2 separate regions of the Mus musculus genome follow, and region 2 is linked to region 1. Evidence: chromatin contacts called from public HiChIP or PLAC-seq data. All regions are on one chromosome and are shown on one strand. The core of a region is the stretch at or near the end of the contact, and the rest is flanking DNA. Distances in the headings are between cores, read along the strand shown. Region 1 overlaps Aopep (aminopeptidase O). Region 2 overlaps Fancc (Fanconi anemia, complementation group C).

Region 1 (2,978 bases), core at 337-2,836:
CCCAGTGCTGGGAGTAAAGATGTGAGACGCCTGACAGTTGGTCCTTTATAAAGTTTCACTCCTTTGCTTTCTACCCAGCTCATCAAAATGTGTTCACTCCTTTGAGTTTGCACCTTTCTGCCAGCTGTTCTTTCTTGCCTGGTTTAGCAGGTGACCTCTCCTTCATGTGTTGCTCATGATCCTCTGAACACACCTCCTTCTGCCCCAAGTCATCTTAGCAATTGCCCTTGTCAGCAGCACTAGGGTGATAGATACTCCACTGGCTGCATCTAATGCAGGCAAATGGTCCTGCTAGGAAACTCCTCCAAGTAAACTCGCTAGACTCGCAGTTAAATCTATTTGATAAGCTTAGAGTCTCCCACACAATATTAGTTCAAGTGTCCACAGCGTTTGCCCTGTTCACTTTATTGACGCTGCAAGTGCTAGCTGGCAGCAAGTCTTTGTTCCTTTTGGCCATTTTATACACAAAGGTGTTGCAAAAACCAAATAGTCCATCCTCACCTCTGAGTTCCGTGCATTCTTCCCAGAGTGCTGTGAGCTGTGGGTGAAGGGTGGGTGCAACTTCCTGCAGCTCTAAGCAGCACTGGGATTTCACTGCTCCTTTTTGTGAGATGATGATAATGAGGTATCAGAGAACAGCTTAAAGACAAAGGCTGCAAAGACTTAAGGCTTCATTTGTATGCAGTGGGGTGTGTGTGTGTGTGTGAGTATAGTGTGCACTGTGTTGGTATGTTAGCAAGCGTGAAAGCACTTGTCTACATGCATCCTCTGGAGTGTCTTCTCTGACCTCTCTGTACCTTATGCGCTGAGGCAGGATCTCCTCGTTCTGGCTGATCTATCCAGCATTCTCCCCATCTCCACTTTCCACCTGGCACTTCTGTTGGTACTAGGGTTCATCCATGCTTGTACTGAGCTGTCTTAGCAGCCACCATCTCTTGATTTTGCTGATGAGGGAACTCTGCTTCATGGGGCTGCACATGGCACACCCACCCAGTGTTCACAGCCAAGTGTTTAGCCAGCATGCACTTTGCCTGTTAGTCTTCAAGGTGCCTATGGATTTCAGATGGAACTTAGAGGCAGTTTCTACTTAAGAGTTTCACTTCCTCAGAGTTAGGGTGTAAATGAAGCTCTGCTCCTTGTTGGGGTGGCTACCTTTGACAAGTAGCATATAGTGGCAGTTGGCAGCTGGCATCCACAAGCACAAGAGGGATGCTGGCAGATAATCTGTGTGAGCTGGGCAGGTCAGACAGAACCAAACACCTAAGTGACTAAGCACCTCACAGAGGCCGTTCTCTTAATTTTACCCCTGATCATAGCTGAGAAGGACCAGCCCTTTCTTAAGGCTCCCCTTTCCAAATGGAATCCCTATGCGTCAGATACAACCATCACTCAGAAAGTATTCAGATAGCTTCTGTGAGTGTGCAGGAGAGGCAGGGTAGAGTCGAGGAAGGTCGTGTTCACCTCGGTTGTTGTATTTGGTGCCAGGTACAACAGAAACCAAGAGCATATGAGCCCAGACGACCTTGGTAACTTGATCACCCACATTCCATGCATGTCAGGAGAGGGGTAAACTGGAGCCTGCTAGCTGCAGCATGACTAACACTTTGCTTTTACACCGTGGTTTTAGTTATATGAACTTCATCATAGGCTGTGCAGTGAGGAAAGAAAGCTTCTAAGAAGGAAAGAGAGTCTCTGACTCACTCCTGAGGATTTTGCGGAGCTATGTAAGGGCCTTCCTCTCGAGGAAGCCCTGGAGTATATGATCTTTTCTACCCACCCCTGTTCTTCAGCTCCTAATAGGCATCCTCACAACTCCTTCCTCATCAGGTTCTTGTAAGGGAGGCGGGGTGCTGAAGAGGACTCATAGTTCACAGCACAGAGGCCCTGGTCTTCCCCAGGCCACGTTGCTGTTAGTGCTACCCCAGCTTTCCATCCGCCATGTGTGCACCTGGGTATGGATAATGGACTGTAAAGGAAAGTTGACCTCAACACATGGTGTATATGTTTCTTACACAGGAAGCAGGCAGAAGGCAGGCAGTCTGGGCTAACGTGGGGCTCAGTTTATGCCAGAGAGAAGGTTTACCGTGGGTTTATCCCCTCTGCTCTCTGGGTACACTGACTCACTACCTTATGGTTGCAGAGTGGCTGCTACAGCGTCCTCTGTCATCTAGAGGTTGAGGGTGAGTGGACAGAAGAAGTATAGTAGTAAGCAGTTGTCTGCAGTGAGAGAAGCAAAAGTTTCTCCAAGCCCAACCTCCACTTCCTCTACTGCCCCCCCCCCTTGTATTTGTTTCCAGTCCTTTGTGGCACAAAAGTTGTAAACTCCATTTTGCTACCCATGTGTCCACTGATCTGAGGGAAAAGTGGATACTGTTTTATTTGCATGTTTTCTTAACTTTTAAAAAGTTTCCTTTTTGGGATTTCATTTATCTGATTGGGTTCTCTTGAGAGAAAAATCTCACTTTGTAGCTCTGCCTAGCTGCATATTGTCTCTTCCTGCTCCAACCTCTAAGATACTGGGACTTTAGCCATTCATTAGAATGCTCAGCTTTTCCTTAACATTTTAAGTTAAAATAAAACATGTGCAGTAAAATGCACACATCGTTGCTAGATTGCTCCAGGGAGTCATACTACTCATTCACCCTCTGCAAGGAGTCTGCTCTTCCCATCTGTAGCTAGAGGCCAGTGTTGCTGGGTTCTGGGATTCCAGAAGTAGAAGTGGGAAGGTTCATCTATATGTGCACCTGGTGGGTGTGAGAGCTTCCTCTGTGTGACTGTGAGAGGCAGGCTAGACTTGGTTCCTGCCTTTTCTGTATCGTGTCTCTGCATAGAGCTGGCACCATGACATGTGGCGGTATCCCAGAGACAGAAGCTCGTGGTCTCTGCTGATGGAGTGTCTTTCCTCCTGAAAGCCTCCTCCTGAGTCTTGCAGAGCTTGCCTGTGCCCTGCTCGCTTTAGCCCTATGTCCACTTTAACA
Region 2 (2,979 bases), core at 470-2,969, 130 kb after region 1:
CCGCAGGTGCCCACATTCTGTACTACCTGCTAGACCTGGGCTTGCAGCTCCTTTAGGAGGTCTCTGGCCAGTTTTCTCGAGGCTTCAACACAAAGATGTTGTGATCTGTACAAGGTCTGGTCAAGAAAACCAATAATCTCATGGATTACAGCATCCGTGTGGGCCATCTGCAGGAAGGGAAGAAAGGGAAGGTGGGGATACTGCCCACTACACTCAGCAGAAGGCTTCAGGGAAAGCACGGGTCACTTCTGCCTTGTTTACAAGGTCAATGTCAAATCATGCCTATCTGCAGGGGCCCCTTCCTGATGACCAGCCTCCCCCACAAGGCCCCAGAGCCACATACAAGCACTGTGGAGGCAGCAAGGTCTTCCCAGCACAGTGTCACAGCTTTGGGGTTATGTGCTGTGAGGAGCAAGGCAGCATCTGTGACTTGACTTTCTCTGCAAAGATTTCACACGAGCAGCCTTAAGCTTACATTCCTGGACTATCCACTTCCAGGGCAGCAGGCAGGGTGGTTAGTAATTTAACTTTCATCAGCCTTGGGACAGTTTTGCTTGTTGGCATCAGTACTTTTTTTCCCAAGAACCTCAGTTGAGATGACGGGGAGATTGAGACTGGTGTATATGATCTGCACATGTGCAGGACACTAACTGTGGAGGAAGACACACACTGGTTGTGTGTTGTGCACACAGAGCCTGCAGATTTAGTCCCAGCTCAGCTTCCTCTTGTCTCACCAGGCTTCTCTCTAGAGTGACCAGTGACCTTAGATTTGCCATGACTGTGACTTTGAGCTTTTGCTGGCCCATGGCCCAGGCAACCCTTCACTCCTGGCCTTCCAATCTCTGACTACCAGTAAAGTGAAACACAGATTGGGAGAGCTGCAATCACAATATTGCACACTGTAGTCATGCTGCTGAAGGTAATGGGGCTTGAGATGGCCTGGCAGCTTCTGCAGGCTCTGGGCATCTGACCCAGATGCATGGCGCTAGTGACCTTAGACCCAGACCCTGTCCTTCCTAAGTACCTTAAAGACTTCATGTATGTCTAGACCCTGTGTGCACAGACTGCTGCCCAGTCAAGGGCAGGTAGGCAGTCGCTACACAGCCTAACCTCAAATCTTTCCCAGGCCTGGGCTGTTGCAGTATGTGCAAGAGTCGAACCACAGTAAATGCAGAGCCCTCAGAGCTGATCTCACACTGCCGTCAACCTGATAGGAAGGACGTGGAACAGAGGATGAGGAGACTCACAAAAGTGCAGGGAGGGCAGGCAGGGTGGAGCAGGCTCCAGACACAAACTGGTGCTCTGCACCCAGCCTAGCCCCAGTGAGGAAGCAAGCATGTGGGCGGCAAGCGGGCAGAGAGGAAAAGGCCAGAGCAGGTGGTTACTGAGGACTATGGCAACTCAGAAAGCTAAAGCCAGAAAGAACCGCTCATGAGAGAACCAGCCGCCAACATCCCCCATCCCCCAGGCTCACACTGGGGAGTGCTAGGGTGGCAGGAGGTCCTAAGGAAGTGGGCTGCTGCCCACTCCAGTGCCCATCCAGATCTCCAAAGCTTGCTGCCGAGAGAGGCCAGACTACATTCTTGGAAGTGGCTCTATGCTAGCTCAGCGTTTACAGTCATGATCTGCCCTAAGGCCATGGTCCTCGGGTGGTGACACCCACAACTGCTCTTTCAGAAGTGCCTTTTTGCAAAAGGCTAAGCTGCATGTAGATAGATAACTTTCGCCATTGGCTGGGCGGGGGGCCAAAAGCCCAGCTACCTGAAGCCTGGGGCAAGCCTCCTCAAAAGGAAGGCTGTGTGTTAATGACAGTTTTCAGTATCTACAAGGACAGCACCTGGCAGTCTGATACAGGCCTAGATAGAGCACTCCTTGGAGGAAGCAGTGTGTGGCTTCCTCTGTACTCTAGGCAATTGATAGACTGAACCCTGTAACTGTGAGCTAGAATAAATCTCCTCCCCTGTTGCTTTTCTCAGGGTCCTTTTTCACATCAACACTACAGGAAATCCAAGAACCCGCACAAAGCCACTGTCCATGTAACATTAGCTGTTCACGCTGACTCCCGCCTAGGAAGAAGCTGACAGGCAGAGCTGCTGCAGCAGGCCTGGCAGAGAACTTGGGTGGCTGGTAAGCCCAAGGCATGTGGCTGAGATGTTTCCTGCTGATAATTCTGTTGTGTCCACATTGTGAACTGATCCCCAGTCAATCTCATTAACACACCTGTGACTGTGTACGCTATGTATGCAGAACCTTTAAGGTGTAACTGAGGAACTTTCAGGTGGAATTACTGAGTCAGGATCTACTCATAATACTTTGCAATATTTTGTCCAACATCCCCTGTACCCAACATGGCAGATGAAGGTATGATGAGGCAACATTTGTCTTGGTGACTGTCCCTCAGTGCCATGTTCTGCTTTACCATGTTGTTGAAGGCATGTGTTTTAGGACTGGACCATGCTCAGTAGATTTTTGAATATATTCTTTTTTTTTGGGGGGGGGGGTTGAGACAGGGTTTCTCTGTATAGCCCTGGCTGTCCTGGAACTCACTTTGTAGACCAGGCTGGCCTCGAACTCAGAAATCCGCCTGCCTCTGCCTCCCAAGTGCTGGGATTAAAGGTGTGCGCCACCACGCCTGGCTTCTGAATATATTCTTATGCTGGGCCAGCCCTAATGCAGGACAGGCACAGGAGGTCAGAGCTCTGACACAGAGGGTTCTTGGCAGGGACACATCTGCCTCCTGATCTTCCTTCCTAGAGTTCACATTTAGACCAACACCAGGTGGGGCTCTGGGAATAGCCCAGCCCCTTCTTGAGTAGAGTTGCTGGCTGCATGAATTCTATTTTTTACTTTGTATGTAGAACTTCATCAAGATACATATTTTTATAAAGTTAATAATTTTTTAAAATTTGAAAATATAACTCCTATGGTTGGCAATGTTATGGTTCACCTTTTTGGTTTCTCTTGAGAGAGTATTTCATG

The links. HiChIP or PLAC-seq counts read pairs in DNA pulled down with a chosen protein or histone mark.
Region 2: an H3K27ac HiChIP or PLAC-seq map of large pre-B cells shows a contact between it and region 1, with 2.2 times the contacts expected there. The contact joins two enhancer-like sites. A contact is called at or near these places in 4 of 39 promoter capture datasets (the C10 cell line, cranial neural crest, embryonic stem cells and 1 more), 1 of 15 datasets of contacts at CTCF or cohesin (the NIH/3T3 cell line), 5 of 484 Hi-C or Micro-C datasets (Sertoli cells, bone marrow-derived macrophages, cortical neurons and 2 more), 5 of 115 datasets of contacts at active chromatin or transcription factors (T-cell acute lymphoblastic leukemia, craniofacial prominence, embryonic stem cells and 2 more) and 3 of 9 other capture datasets (adipose tissue, liver and pancreatic islet).

Annotation. Positions count from the first base shown.
Region 1 is chr13:63,185,720-63,188,697 of GRCm38.p6, forward strand. All of the region lies in intron 7 of Aopep (aminopeptidase O), which reads left to right. Among named protein-coding and RNA genes, the nearest start is that of Gm30409, 55 kb to the left of the region's middle. Within about 2 kb of position 1,587, at least 153 of the 459 cell types and tissues checked have an H3K27ac peak or open chromatin away from gene starts, as enhancers often do. A contact at or near this core is called in T-cell acute lymphoblastic leukemia, where this site is marked.
Region 2 is chr13:63,312,637-63,315,615 of GRCm38.p6, forward strand. Fancc (Fanconi anemia, complementation group C) reads right to left here. Exons shown (of 15, transcript NM_007985.3): 15 at 1-167. The coding sequence ends at 30. It also overlaps a transcript of Aopep not described here. Among named protein-coding and RNA genes, the nearest start is that of Mir3074-1, 13 kb to the left of the region's middle. Within about 2 kb of position 1,720, at least 39 of the 459 cell types and tissues checked have an H3K27ac peak or open chromatin away from gene starts, as enhancers often do. A contact at or near this core is called in T-cell acute lymphoblastic leukemia, where this site is marked.